Linked DNA regions of Sus scrofa: all the other regions are linked to region 2. The links are chromatin contacts, called in public Hi-C and HiChIP or PLAC-seq maps. All regions are on one chromosome and are shown on one strand. Each heading gives the region's core, a stretch centred on a gene start, on an enhancer-like site or on the middle of the called end of the contact. The rest is flanking DNA. Distances are from core to core; before and after follow the strand shown. Region 1 holds the start of ACAT2 (acetyl-CoA acetyltransferase, cytosolic). Region 2 holds the start of SOD2 (superoxide dismutase 2). Region 3 holds the start of TCP1 (t-complex 1).

Region 1 (4,507 bases), core at 1,681-4,180, 66 kb after region 2:
ATATGGAGGTTCCCAGGCCAGGGGTCGAATCGGAGCTGTAGTCACCGGCCTACGCCAGAGCCACAGCAACTCGGGATCCGAGCCGCGTCTGCAACCTACACCACAGCTCACGGCAACGCCGGATCGTTAACCCACTGAGCAAGGGCAGGGACCGAACCCGCAACCTCATGGTTCCTAGTCGGATTCGTTAACCACTGCGCCACGACGGGAACTCCGCCTTTTTTTCTGACTGCACCCTCAGCATGTGGAAGTTCCCTGGCCAGGTATTGAATCCAAGCCATAGCAACTAACCGAGCTGCTGCAGTGACCGTGCTGGATCCTTAACCTGTTGTGCCACAAGGGAACTCCCTCCAAAGTCTTAATATAAGTTCCCACAACCTAATGAGTTTTCAATCCACTTGAAAACTCTCCAAGGGAATTCCCGTTTACAGCTTTCCCTCCACAACCTTGTAATACAGTTCCCTTGTCCTCAAGGAGCTATGCTGCCTGCCTAGAAACTCTTTCCTTCCTTGCTTATTAGGCTATTTCTCTTTGATTAATCAAACATCTAAAACTCCTAACTTGCTACCAGGAAGTCAACCTGGATGAATCGGGATGCTTCCGGTTGCATGTAACACAATAGCTTACCTGAGACTGGCCTAGAAAATAAGGAAAATTGGAGTCGGAAGATCAGAAGTTGAGTGGATTCTGGAGTCGGTCTCAAAAGACGTCCTCAAAAGGCCACAGTTCTCTCCATCTCTGCTCTGCTGTCCTTGGTGTTAGCCCTGCAGTCCTGCTGACTCCCCTGATGCTCAAAAGGGGGGTGCAGCAGTTCCAGGCATCACATCCAGACACCACAACGTCCAGAGGGAAAAAGGATCCATCTTTGTAACTCATGGAAGTGAGAGGACCTTTCCCGGAGCCGCCCAGCAAGCTTCCCTTCACATTTTTTGTGGCCAAGATTAAGTCACATGTCCATTCTGGAATCACTGTCCAGGGCTCAGATTAATTATTTGGAGTAAAATGGATGCTGGGAATCAAACATTATATCTGGGTTCATGGAGAGCCGTGCAAAATATCATCTATTCTTTTTTTTTTTTTTTTTTTGTCTTTTTGCCTTTTCTAGGGCCGTTCCCGAGGCATATGGTGATTCCCAGAGTAGGGGTCTAATTGGAGCTATAGCCACCGGCCTACGCCAGAGCCACAGCAACACAGGATCCAAGCCATGTCTGCAACCTACACCACAGCTCACGGCAACGCCGGATCCTTCCTTAACTCACTGAGCAAGGCCGGGGATCCAATCCACAACCTCATGGTTCCTCATCGGATTCGTTAACCACTGCGCCACAATGGGAACTCCAATTCTTTTTTTTTTATTATTATTATTACAATGGTTTAATCAGGATAAGTGTACTCCAAATAGCTTTGAAATTCCAGCCATCACTGATCAACCCACCCAAGGACTTAACCTTAACTCAAACACACTTTGTCAGGATTAATAATTAATAATGGTAAATGTTAATTACCCAAATGCTTGGAAATCTCCACATCTGTGGCAGACCGTAATCTCTCTACATGCAGCCCCTGGGGATGCTTAAAGCTTTTGAATAATATCATGAAAATGCATTAACATCTGTTTGATAAGCATTAAGCAAGTCCCTACTGTGTGTCCAACACTGTCCCAGGTGCTAGAGAGAATAAGACTGGAGTTCCCGGAGTTCCCGTCGTGGCGCAGTGGTTAACGAATCCGACTAGGAACCATGAGGTTGCGGGTTCGGTCCCTGCCCTTGCTCAGTGGGTTAACGATCCGGCGTTGCCGTGAGCTGTGGTGTAGGTTGCAGACGCGGCTCGGATCCCGCGTTGCTGTGGCCCTGGCATAGGCCGGTGGCTACAGCTCCGATTCGACCCTTAGCCTGGGAACCTCCATATGCCGCGAGATCGGCCCAAGAAATAGCAACAATAACAACAACAACAACAACAACAAAAGACTGGAGTTCCCCTTGCGGCTGAGCAGGTTAAGAACCCGATTAGTATCCATGAGGACTCAGGTTCAATCCCTGGCCTAGCTCAGTGGGTCAAGGATCCAGCATTGCCTTGGGAGCTGTGATGTAGGTCGCAGATGTGGCTCAGATCTGGCGAGGCTATGGCTGTGGCCTAGGCTAGCAGCTGTAGATCCAATTTGACTGCTAGCCTGGGAACTTCCATATGACACAGGTTCTGCGATAAAAAACAAAAGTACAAAAAAAAAAGAGCGGAAGAAAAAGACAAAACAAGACCTCTCCCTGGGAGCTCTGGGAGATTAGACTACATTGAGGATTGCGTCCACGGGAAATAGCCAGAGCTGAGACTGGAAAGTGACTGGGGCCAGGCATTGAGGTTCCCAAGGAAACTGACAGATTTTGAACCTTGCCCAGTAGGGGATAGGAGATTGGAAAAGGTTTTAAACAGAAGAGTGATCCAACCTGTTATTAACGCTCCTCTCCTTCCAGACTGTCCCTCTTGTCAACCAGAGGACCCCTTTATCTGGGGGACACTGAGTCACTGCGACTTCCTCACACACCGCTACAGCTCATCTTCCAGGCTAAGAAGGCCAACCCCACAGAAGGGCGCGGAGTCCAGAGAACCAAGTCAACCCCTAAGTGAATTAACACAAAAGAACTTTGGAAGCCACGAGAGCGAGCAAAAAGCACATGAGAACCGCCCGCAGGCCTGCAGGTGGCAGGACTCCACCTAAGCTCAAAATAGACAACCTTATCCCCCCAAATAAAAACGTCAAGACAGGAACGACAACGCCGGGCTGCTCAGATTAAACTCCACACTGGCGGTGGGCTTAGGCCTGTGTCCGAGGTCCACCAGCGCGTCCTGGGACCGCGGCCCCCTCAGCCCCGCCCGACTCCGCCCTCGCGCCTGCGCATTGGCGCCCGCGGAGGAGGGGGCGGAGAGCTGTCTGAGGCCCCGCCCCCCGGGTTGCCTTCTCAGCCGCAGGGCGGGGCTTTGCTCACTCGCTCGCGGCGTGGAGTCCACACCAGCTCGGGAGGAGCTCGATTGTGCAGAAGGATGAGTGCAGGCTCGGACCCCGTGGTCATCGTCTCGGCGGCGCGGACCGTCATAGGTGAGCGATCGGCAAGCCTGGCGGGGGTCTGAGCTGAGAGCTCGGCCGGGCCGGATCTCAGGGACCCCACCCTTCCCCGCCCCCCGGACTTCCCCCCTCGCCCTCCGGGACCCTCGGAACCCGCCGTCTCGCGCCTTCCTCGGCCGGTCGGGTTTCCCCGCCCCCCTCCTCGCCTGGTGAGGGCCTGTCTATTCCGAGTGCTTTGATTGGCTTCCTGGGTGGGACCACTGCGCCCTCCGCCTGTCCCGTTGCGAGGCGAAGAGAGTCGCTCTCTCGCGACGCTCCTCATTGGCCAGCTCCTGGAAGCGCCACCTCGGCCCTGTGGCCACAGGCGCATGGAGACGGTGGACCCAGCCGGGTCGCTGGGCAGGAGTCGCGTTAGGTAAAGGAGGATTAGTGAGAATTGCCCAGTGTCGGTGTAGATTTCAAGAGTCCCGGATGCGCTAGAGTGTCAACCTTTTTGTTAGGGAGGCGTGGGCTGCGCCCATCCTCTCAGACTTCGGGAATGGATGGGCAGGTTTTCTGCAGGTCCGCAGCCTCCCGGCGCGCCCTGGGGGGCACCTGCCCGGGGTGCGTCTGCTGCGAGTCACACACGCCCCTCTCTGTGCCCGGACGAGCTGCGGTGGGCGCCTGTGCAGGGGGAAAGCGCCGGTCCGCCAGCTCCCGCTGCCCTGGGCGCCCTCCCCATTGCCCTCGCCTTCCCTTCTGTTCTAGGCTCCTTCAATGGTGCTTTGTCCACCGTTCCTGTCCATGACCTGGGCTCGACTGTCATCAGAGAGGTCCTGAAGAGGGCCAATGTGGATCCCAAGGAGGTATCAGAGGTCATATTTGGACACGTTTTGACAGCAGGTAACTCCACAGTGACCCAGGCAGAAGTCAGGTTTATTAGAAACAGCCCATTAACCCTCCCCTCCAAACACACAGAAACTTAAGTTCTTGTCTGTGCACGTTTGCTGACGGCGTTCTCTCTGTTAGAATACTCCGTGGTGTCCCTGTGCCAAGCCCCATCAATAGCTTCTCTCAGCAGAACACTAAGCGTCTTTAATATACTTTTCCTTAGGGGTTCCGGTCGTGGCTCAGTGGAAGTGAATCTGACTAGCATCCATGAGGACGCAGGTTCAGTCCCTGGCCTCGCTCAGGGTTAAGGATCCAGCGTTGCTGTGAGCTGTGGTGGACCGCAGACATGGTACAGATCTAGCGTGGCTGTGGCTGCGGCAGTGGCAAAGGCCAGTGGCTACAGCTCCTACTGGACCCCTAGCCTGGGAACTCTATATGCCATGGGTGTGGCCCTAAAAAGAAAAAAATAGAGCGATCCTGGATCACCATCTTTTCCTGCTTTTTCAGTTTTTAGAAGCAGGATCAGCCTGAAGCATGAGAGAATGTATATGCAGGGCCTTTCATAGTTCCCTAAAGTGG
Region 2 (4,911 bases), core at 723-3,222:
AATACTTTCACAACTGGGATTTACCCATCCCCTCCCTATTACCACATTCTTCCCGCGTTTGTTTTTTTCCTCAATCATAGAGCCTTTTCCCGGACTCAAACCCTTCCTTTCCCCAATTTGAGGTCCCTCTGAGGGTCACAGGAAAATCTTCCAGAACATGGTAACTTCCTCTTCTCTTCGTTTACTTAACTACGTCATGCACAGGCTGAAATACTGCATTTTTCCACTAGATGCCCCCAGTCAGCAAGATGTCACCGTCCCGAGAAGTGATCTACAAACCAGACTCGCAAACTCACATGCCAAGGGGGATGGGAGTTGGGGAGGGAGGGATTGGGAGTTTGGAGTCAGCAGGTGCAAGCTCTTATACACAGGATGGAGAAACAACACGGTCCTACCGCATAGCACGGGAACTATACTCAATATCCTGTGATAAACCTTAATGAAAAAGAATATGAAAAAGAATATATGTATGTGTATAAGTGAATCACTCCGCTGGAGAGCGGCAATTAATGTAACATTGTAAATCAACGAAACTGCAAGACAATAATTTTTTTAAAGATGTCACTGTCTAAAATTTACTCGACGAATTCCACAGAACTGAAATTCAATAAAGACATATTTAAGAAAAAAATACACTTGTAACTGCGTAGCTTCAGCCATACATACAGCCTGGAAACAGGGCTGTCAATTATTTCCCTCGTGCAAACCACGACTGTTAGCTAAGAAAGTGAAATACTCTTTTGTATAGAAACGTTAAAACCCAGTAGCCCCATACATAACCCCCTGACGCAAAGCACAAAAAAGTCTCCGCATTACTGGTTTTGTCACCTGCGCTCTTTGTCAAAAATACTCCCTATTATATTTTCAGCAAATTGCAAATCATAGCAATTCGACGCGAGCCTGTCTCAGTTGCCCAGGCAACCGATGTTCCCCACGTGAATTCCACCCCCTGAGTCAAAGCACAAACACGTGAAGCGCTTCTACGAACCGAGGGGCATCTCCGTACCGAGACACGCCTCGCGGCCACCCTTCCCCGCGGCCAGCTTCTCAAAGCAGGGCCCCTGGGCACCTACCCTTTTTCAGCGCCTCCTGGTACTTCTCCTCCACGACGTTCAGGTTGTTCACGTAGGCCGCGTGGTGCTTGCTGTGGTGCAGTTGCATGATCTGGGCGTTGATGTGCGGCTCCAGGGCGCCATAGTCGTACGGCAGGTCGGGGAGGGTGTGCTTCTGCCGGGAACCCAGGACCCCCAAAGCCGGCACCAGATTCCTGCTCGAGCTGGAAAGAAAGCAAACAGCCGGATCTGCTCGAGCGGGCAGCTCCCTTTCAGCCGCGTGCCCGTCTCCGCAGACCCGGCTGGAAGGACCCGCGCACCCTGGCCTTCCTATCGTTGGCCCGCTAGCCGTCCAGTCTTGGAAGCATTAAATTAACGCTGAGGTCCAGCGCTTCGGCGGCACCTGGACGTGCTCAGCGGACACCTGCCCTGAGGCCCGGCCGCCCGCAGCGTCTCCGTAACGCCTGGGCCCCCAAAGTGCTCTGGACGCCGCGGGGCCGGCGCGAGCGGGGAGGCAGAAGCGCGGGCGGGCGGCTCGGCGGGCCTTGTCCCGGCTGCTCCCGCTGCCCGGCGCTCACCTGCACGCCGCCCTGCACAACATGGTGATCGCCGCCCGCTGGACCCTCAGAATTCCAGCCGCCGGGCTGCTCGGACCGACCGGCTGAACTCGTGTCCCGAGACGCGCTACAAGGACATAGCCGCCGCCGTGGCTCCGCCCCCTACGCCCGCCTCGGCCCCGCCCCCTGTTTCCGCCGTTTCCAATCCGGGGGCGGGGGGGGGGGAAGCCCCGGGCTCTGCCCGACCGCGCCGCACCCGCGTTCTGGGCTCAGGGGACGCAAGAACTGGGGCACCTGCACTTTTTCCAGCTGCCGCGCGAACGTGGTGCCCCTTCTTGCCGGGCTTCCGAGCGTGTTGCCAAATGGAAGGTCGCAGTCCCCCCCTCATATGAGATGGTATGGCCCTAAGCCTCCCCCTCCTCCGCACGAAGGCGCGGCCCTGCAGGGCCTGCAGGTGGGGGACTCTGCCCGCGGACAAGCAAGGGCGTTGTGCTCCTGCACTAGCGTCCCGGTTTCTTCCCTGTCACCGCGGTGGGGGGGAAGCCTCTGGGTCACGCGACCTGCTCCAGAGGGCAAGGTCCCCCTGGAAGGCCGGCCCTGGCGCTGCTAAGATGTAGGGCCAGTGCCCCTCCAACCACTGCCCAGAGTGACCTTGCTTTCCGAGTAAACTGACCTTGGGACCTCCGCCAGGCCTGATAATAGTATTACTGAGCACCCAGGATGTGGCAGGGACTGAGCTGCATGGTTTACAATTATATTTATTTCACCCTTAGGGTAGGTATCATTGATTCCAGGCAACTGTTAATAAACTCTATGAAGTTAGGCAAGTTGTCCTGGTCACACCGTTAGTAAGTGAAAGAGTCTGGATTAGAATCCAGAATTCATACTGTCTTGATTATTAAGCCTTAGCAGCGAGGTCTTGAGCGTCTTTGGGAGAATATAAAAGTACAACGGAGGAGTCTTTCCTGCGAGGTGTCATATATCTAATGAGCTCCAAGTATTAAGTGCTTTGTCAACAATTAAAAAAACAATCCTGCATTGTGTAAATCCTCCCTGTATAGAAGCTAGGAATAGAAGTTAGGAAGGCTTTACACTGGCCTGAGTTGGGTCTTCGCTGAACAGAATAATATAAAAGGAAACAGATTAAAAAGTGCTGAATAGGATGTCAGTTACTTTCTTCCACCCTCACCCCACCCATGACCCAAGGATGACTAGGCTTTGGCATGACTAGGGGACAGCAAAGGGGAACCACTGAGCAAGGCTTCACAGCAAGAAGGTGGGGTTGGCTGATAGTCAGGTGAAGGTAAGGGTATGTGATCGGAGGAATGAGGCATTTCAGGTTGGGACCAGGTGACAGATGTCCTTAAAACTCGAACATAGGGAGTTCCCATTGTGGCTCAGTGGGTTAAGAACCCAGCATAGTGTCCACGAAGAGGCAGGTTCAATCACTAGCTTCACTCAATGGCTTAAGGATCTGGGGTTGTCATGAGCCATGGCATAGGTTACAGACGCAGCTTGGATCCAATGTTGCTATGGCTGTGGTGTAGGCCGGCAGCTGCAGCTCCCATTCGACCCCTAGCCTGGGAACCTCCGTATACCTCAGGTGCGGCCATAATAAATAAATCTCAAACATGTGCTTAGTAATGGGAAACTGAGGAGCATTTTAGCTGAAATGAGGCACACTGAAAATAGTTTTTCAGGCAAGGGAGTCTGCACCTTAATTAGAGGCACAGGCTAGTTAGAAAGCTGTTGCAAGAATCCTAGCATGAGATACTCAGAGCCGATTTTAGGGTACTAGCTGTAGGAACCAGAAAAACGGGCCACTTAGCAGGATGAAACAATAGAATTCAGTGACAGATCAGTCACTAATAAAAGGGCTAGTTCTAGTAAGAACAAAATATCACTCTAAGGAGACTGAGCCCCATCAGGCTGAATCGATGTTCTTTGAACAAATGATGACACTTTGAGATTGAAATTAACACACACCCCCAGGACATGCCCTTTTGAGCAAGCAGTAAAGATTGGGGTGTCGAAAAGTGACATTTGCAGTCAAGTAAAAGTGACTCTAACATCATATCTGCCTCAGCTACATCCTTCCAGAAGACTACTCCAACTCTGAGAGCAACTGGGATTGAGACCAAGGGTTCGGGGGTGGGGGGAGGGTACAGCAGGTACTGAGAAATTTCTTACACTCCATAAACAGGCCTCTTTTTCTTTTGTAGTTGACCACTGTAAGAAGTACTCCTTCAGTTGGCCCAAGGAGATGGATTATAGTTGACCAGGGTCTGTCCCAGATGCCTCCAGCCAGCTCAGGAGGTCACCTGCCACATCAGGGCACCACTATGAGGAATTTCCCTTCCATAAACTTCCCAAGACTACTTCACAGCCATCTGCAGACCCGCCACAGTCTAGACCAACATATTGGCTGGAGGAAGCAAAACGTGGGTTAAGATGAAATGATTTTGAGCCATTTATTATTTGCATTCACATTCTACTAACAGATCCACCCACGGTGTCTCAAACACAGGAGTGTATTCCCTCGTGCAAAAGAGATCTGGAGCAGGTAGTCTAGGGCTGGGGTGACAGTGCCATGATGTCAACAAGATGCCATCTCTGTCCTCATTTGCCTCATGATCTATAATAGCTTCTAGAGCACCAACCATCTCACCTCCTTTCCATGAAGAAAGAGGGACAAAAGGTGGGTCCCAGCTGTCCCCTGTTTACAGATCCTTTATGGCAGACTCAACAGATTCCACTCAGAATTTAGGTAGAAGATGGAGTTCCCGTTGTGGCTCAGCAGGTTAAGGACACAACATAGTGTCCCTGAGGATAGGGGTTCAATCCCTGGCTTCACTCAGGGGGTTAAGGATCTAGCATTGCTGTGGCTGTGGCATAGGTCGCAGATGCAGCTCTGATTTGACCCCTAGCCTGGGAATTTCCATATGCCTCAGTGAGGTCCTAAAAGAAAAAAGAAATTTCTTTAAAATAAAAAGCATTTAAGTAAAAAGCTGTGCCTAGCTGCAGAGGAGGTTGGGAAATATAGTCATTTAGCTGTGCACATTTCCAGTCTAAAAAAATGTGGAATTCTTTATCTAAAGGGAAAATGAGTAGTGGATTGAAGAATTGCAGTCTCTGCCATATATCCTTCTATGAAACATATTTGCACATGCTTGGTTATCAGCGCTATTAATGGAATGACTTTAAGTACATTCTCTCTTTTTTTTCCTCTCTTCCTTTTCACCCCTTGTATTACAAATCTTATCTAGGCAGGTATTTAAATGAGAATTATTTAGCCAAGACAT
Region 3 (4,388 bases), core at 1,548-4,047, 89 kb after region 2:
GCAGTTCTGCTGCAATAATAACCTGCAGAGAGAACATTCATTGCTCTCATGTTAGCCTGACATCATGGACGGCGCACACATAAAAACACTGCCACGCATCAGATGTTCATCACCACAAAGTAAAGACAGTGAAAAGGCTACCTCATTATCACAATCCTGTAAACCAACCGCACAGCAATAAAACTTTAAAAAAATCCTTCTGAGAACACCAAAATTATTTTCATTTAAAAACACCAAAAAAACCCTCATCTATTTCTTTTGAGAAAATTAAAGTCATTTAAAAAACTATATTACTATGAACAGTTACTAGCAAAAACCATTTCCATTATTTCAGAAGAGCTAGATTCCATTCTTTCATAGCTTAAAGTTTAATCCAGAAAGAGATGCCCCCCCCCCACTACTGCTTGCTTCTGTAGAGCAAATTATTTGTTCATTACTACATAACAGCGTCTCTATAACACATCACAGTGTTGGTCCATCTTCAGGTTTATGTCATATTACTGATCACATATTTACCAGATTTCTTGAACTTGTGAGACTGCCTGTCAGCATTTAAAATATAAAAACATCTTGTCTTTAAACACCTGGGAAGGTTTTAGAAATTTCTAAGCCTCAGACTGTAAAAAGAGAAATAAATAACATTTTTCTTCTTCAAAAGAAACCATTCAACAGATGCGTGATGCTTTAATATAAGCACAGCCCAAGGGGAAAAAATGCATAAAAGTTGTAGAAAATTTAAAACAAGAACTATGCTTTTCCCCCCCTACTTGAGTTGTACAAATTAGCCCTAACCATGAGTTTTCAAATTTTCTGAATCACTACCCCTAAAACAACTTAAATTTTCTCCATCTCAAGTATGTAAATTACTTCTGACTCAGAAGCAGAGGAGTTTCTTAGGAGGGTTATGCCTTTACTCTGAAAGTTTAAGGACAAAAACTAGTCCTCGGCCACTAGTCTTTACCTACCACAGAGGTGGTTCCATCCCCCACTTCTTTGTCTTGCAGATCAGCTAGCTCACAGAGAACTTTGGCTGCAGGATGTTCTACCTCCAGTAACTTCAAGATGGTTGCACCATCGTTAGTTATGGTTACATCCTAAGAAATTTCCAGGGAGGGAAAAAATGACACAATCACCTATAGAAACAGAATACCCTCTAAGTTAGCACAGTCCCATTACGATACATTCACCTTTACTAGACTTCCCAAAACCATTCTAATAAAAACAAGTAACTTACACAGCAAAGTATTTACAAATGCTCTTTTTTTCCCTTTAAAGTGACTAACACAACATTTAGACGTACTTACACCAATATCATCCACTAACATTTTATCCAGGCCGACTGGACCAAGAGAACTTTTCACAATATTAGCAATCGAAGCCGCAGCCATGACTGTAGAAATGAAAAAAGAAATTAGAAAAACCCGGGATTCCAAGAGACAAGCATTTCAGCTCCCCAAAACATAAAGGATATCCAACAGCCTCTGAATTTCTCAAATCTGCAAATCTGTCCAAATTTGGAAATTAGCTAAAGTCTCTGATGGGGAGGGAGAGTAACCAGTAAAGTTCAGTTTGAATTCAACTGCAAAACAGGTGCCAAGTGAATATCCACTTAATTGCTGCATACAATTAAAAAAATATATCTACTAGTCATTTCAGGTTCTGTCACATCACACAAAACAGAAAAAGATAAATATATATTTAAGCCTTTTCCTGCACGTTCTGGCAACTCTTTTAAAGAAAAAAAGGTCTATTGAGATTAATAATCCTTTATCTGTGACTCAAAAAAGCAGAAATCCAGAGGTTATGACTATACTACAAACTCCACCACTACAAAAATCACGTAGGAATCTATCAAAATAACCCTAAGATCGACTAGAGACCGGCTGGAACCTGGCATGCAGGGCTTCAAAGTGTAAACAGTCTCAAGAGAGGCTCAACCACAAATGCTTTAACGGGCTGAAGTTCAGTAGATAAACTCATTTTAATCTTACCCTAACATTCAACAAATTTCATTAGCCAACTATTACCAAATGTGACCAACGACAGGTGGGGACACCGCATCTAACTCCAGATGACAACCGGTGGTGTGCAACGGGCTTGTCTTCTGAACTGTGGGGCCATTCGCTCACCAATAAGAGCAGCAATTAAGGCTGTCTTTTCTGATCAGCAACGCTAAAATGAGACCCAGAAGTTGGGATGGACGCCCCAAACGCGCGGGGCACCGGCCCCAAGAACTCAAGGCGTGGCCGCACGTGTCAGTGCGCGGAACCCTCGCCAGGCCGGGGAGTGCTTCTCAGGCCCAGGGCCGGGCCTCCCCGGCCGACCGCAGCATCCGAGCGGTTCCCGTTAAAAACGTGCCGGCTCTTGGGAACTCCTTCCCTCCGGGAAGAGGGCGCCGCCACCCCGAAGCGGAGAGGCCGGCCGGGGCTGCGATCCCGCGCTGGCGCCTCCCGGGGGCCCCTTTTCGGAGAGAAAAGGCAAAAGGACGACGGCCGAGGGGAATCCGGCGCACCGCTGCGGGCCCCAGACAGGCCTCGCCCGCCCTTACCGTTCTGGGAGCGGATCGCCTCCCCAGTGCTGCGGTCCCCGAACACGGACAAAGGCCCCTCCATCCTCGCGGCAGGGTACACGTCGAGTTTCGGGCACACCGAGGGCAACCTGCGGCGCGGTGCTCCGGCCGGGCGGCAACGGCGTGGAACGGTCCTCAGCGGCGCCGCGGAGGATGCTGGGAACGCCGCTCCTCGCTCACCAGCACCGCCCCACGCCCCGGCCAGGCCGCGGGGCAGGACGGGAAAGAAAGGTGGGGGCGGAGGGTTCGAGAAGCTTGAACGCGCAGGAAGTAAGGAGCCGGAAGGAGGGCGGGTCCAGCCGTTCGCCCAATTAGAAAGCGAATGAGAACGGCGCGAAGGTAGGAGGTCGGAAGTCAGGAACTTGGACCGCTGGCGGAAGATGGTGCTACGCTCAAGCGTTCCTCTGAAACAGGTTGCGCACGCGCGTTTGCACTTTCTAGTGCCTTCTAGAAAAGGTAAGGCGGGGCTTGGAGAGTGACGGGGGACGGGGTGGGCGGGGCCGTTTGAGGTAGACCTGGGGTTCCGAGTCTTTGTTTATAGTTTGTTTTCCTTTAAATGGAGCTCGCACGAAGAGCACGCAGCGAGTCTCTTTTTGTTTCCGGACTCATAAGTAAAAGCTCGAATCTGGATGGGACGGGGCAAGGTTTTCCATGGGCCCTACGGGAAAACGACAGCCACCCTTTTTAAAGAGAAGGGCGTGCGTCCTGCGTTGCCCCTTCTCCCCCACGTGTGTGGAGAGGGGTGCCTGACAATGGTCAATCCACGCCTTCCAACCCGAGGGCCCAAAGAGAGAACACATGCTGCCTTGCGTGCCCGAGACGCCGGACGCCGACAACAAGCGTCCTCTACTTAACGGCTCGCGCCCTCCCCGGAAGTTTGTTGCTGCTAAGTGTTTGGTTGGTTCCGACGCCTGCGTGCGCCCCCAGCGTAAGCGCTGATTGGAGGAACGGAGATGACAGATTGCACTCTCTACCACTCAGCGGCGGGGGGCTTGTTGGTTCCTGTCGAGGCGTCGATGACCTTACGTGAGCCTTAGGCTTTTCCCTAAGTAAACATGGCTGCGCCCAGCGAACCTCTGGGACCCCAGTGAGGAAAGAGGCCTGGTCTGCCCGAGGCTTTGTTTGCGATTCCCTCAACGATGGCGCTTCGGTCGCGATTCTGGGCGTTGTTGTCGATTTGCAGGAACCCGGGTAATTCATCTTACCACTTCTCTTAGATTTCTCCCCAGGTTCGCACAACCAGTGTGCACATGCAAGTCGTATTTCGTAGTCGACATTCCCCATCGAAAAGTAAACCAGTTAATTGTGATGGCTCTAGTAGAAAGTTGCAGACCAATGGCTGTGATGACCACACCCCGTGTCCACACAGCTTTTTGTCCCCTTTCTTGCGCTCAAAGACTGAGGAGAGAGGATGGGGACAGGTTAGATCATATCCCTGTGTTGTCGAATTCATCATTTTGTGAGATCATCGTGGTTGATTCCATTCTTAGGGTGTCGGGCGGCAGCGCTCTCAACCAGTTGTAAGCCAGCGACGAACCCTGAAACGGACCCTGTGGAAAATGAAGCTGTTGCCCCAGAGTTCACCAACCGGAACCCCCGGAATTTGGAGCTCTTAGCAGTAGCCAGAAAAGAGCGGGGTTGGGGGACAGTGTGGCCGTCCCGTGAGTTCTGGCACAGGTAATTAAGTCTGCTAGTTATTGACCACAGAGCGGTGCAAGGTGCCCTACAAATTGCTTTCACCCGTTCTTTTAAGGACTGTGACAGGTATGGCTGGCGACTCTTCCCTCAGAAAGCCAACTTGTAGTGGATCTGGGGTGAG

Evidence for each region. A called contact is a pair of places that touch in the nucleus more often than the background predicts. HiChIP or PLAC-seq counts read pairs in DNA pulled down with a chosen protein or histone mark.
Region 1: an H3K27ac HiChIP or PLAC-seq map of alveolar macrophages shows a contact between it and region 2. The contact joins the promoter of ACAT2 here to the promoter of SOD2 in region 2. A contact is called at or near these places in 1 of 5 promoter capture datasets (liver), 3 of 47 Hi-C or Micro-C datasets (embryonic fibroblasts and heart right ventricle) and 2 of 2 datasets of contacts at active chromatin or transcription factors (alveolar macrophages and skeletal muscle).
Region 3: a contact with region 2 is called in a Hi-C map of epiblast stem cells, with 3 times the contacts expected there. The contact joins the promoter of TCP1 here to the promoter of SOD2 in region 2. A contact is called at or near these places in 6 of 47 Hi-C or Micro-C datasets (alveolar macrophages, blood, embryonic fibroblasts and 3 more) and 1 of 2 datasets of contacts at active chromatin or transcription factors (alveolar macrophages).

What each region holds. Positions count from the first base shown.
Region 1 is chr1:7,611,284-7,615,790 of Sscrofa11.1, reverse strand. It overlaps ACAT2 (acetyl-CoA acetyltransferase, cytosolic), which reads left to right and starts at 2,930. Exons shown (of 9, transcript XM_001928345.4): 1 at 2,930-3,091; 2 at 3,806-3,940. The coding sequence starts at 3,037.
Region 2 is chr1:7,676,413-7,681,323 of Sscrofa11.1, reverse strand. SOD2 (superoxide dismutase 2) reads right to left here and starts at 1,972. Exons shown (of 5, transcript NM_214127.2): 1 at 1,631-1,972; 2 at 1,074-1,276. The coding sequence starts at 1,653.
Region 3 is chr1:7,588,549-7,592,936 of Sscrofa11.1, reverse strand. TCP1 (t-complex 1) reads right to left here and starts at 2,797. Exons shown (of 12, transcript NM_001243427.1): 1 at 2,549-2,797; 2 at 1,305-1,390; 3 at 966-1,094; 4 at 1-22. The coding sequence starts at 2,612. It overlaps MRPL18 (39S ribosomal protein L18, mitochondrial), which reads left to right and starts at 2,900. Exons shown (of 4, transcript XM_003121109.4): 1 at 2,900-3,025; 2 at 4,060-4,246. The coding sequence starts at 2,950.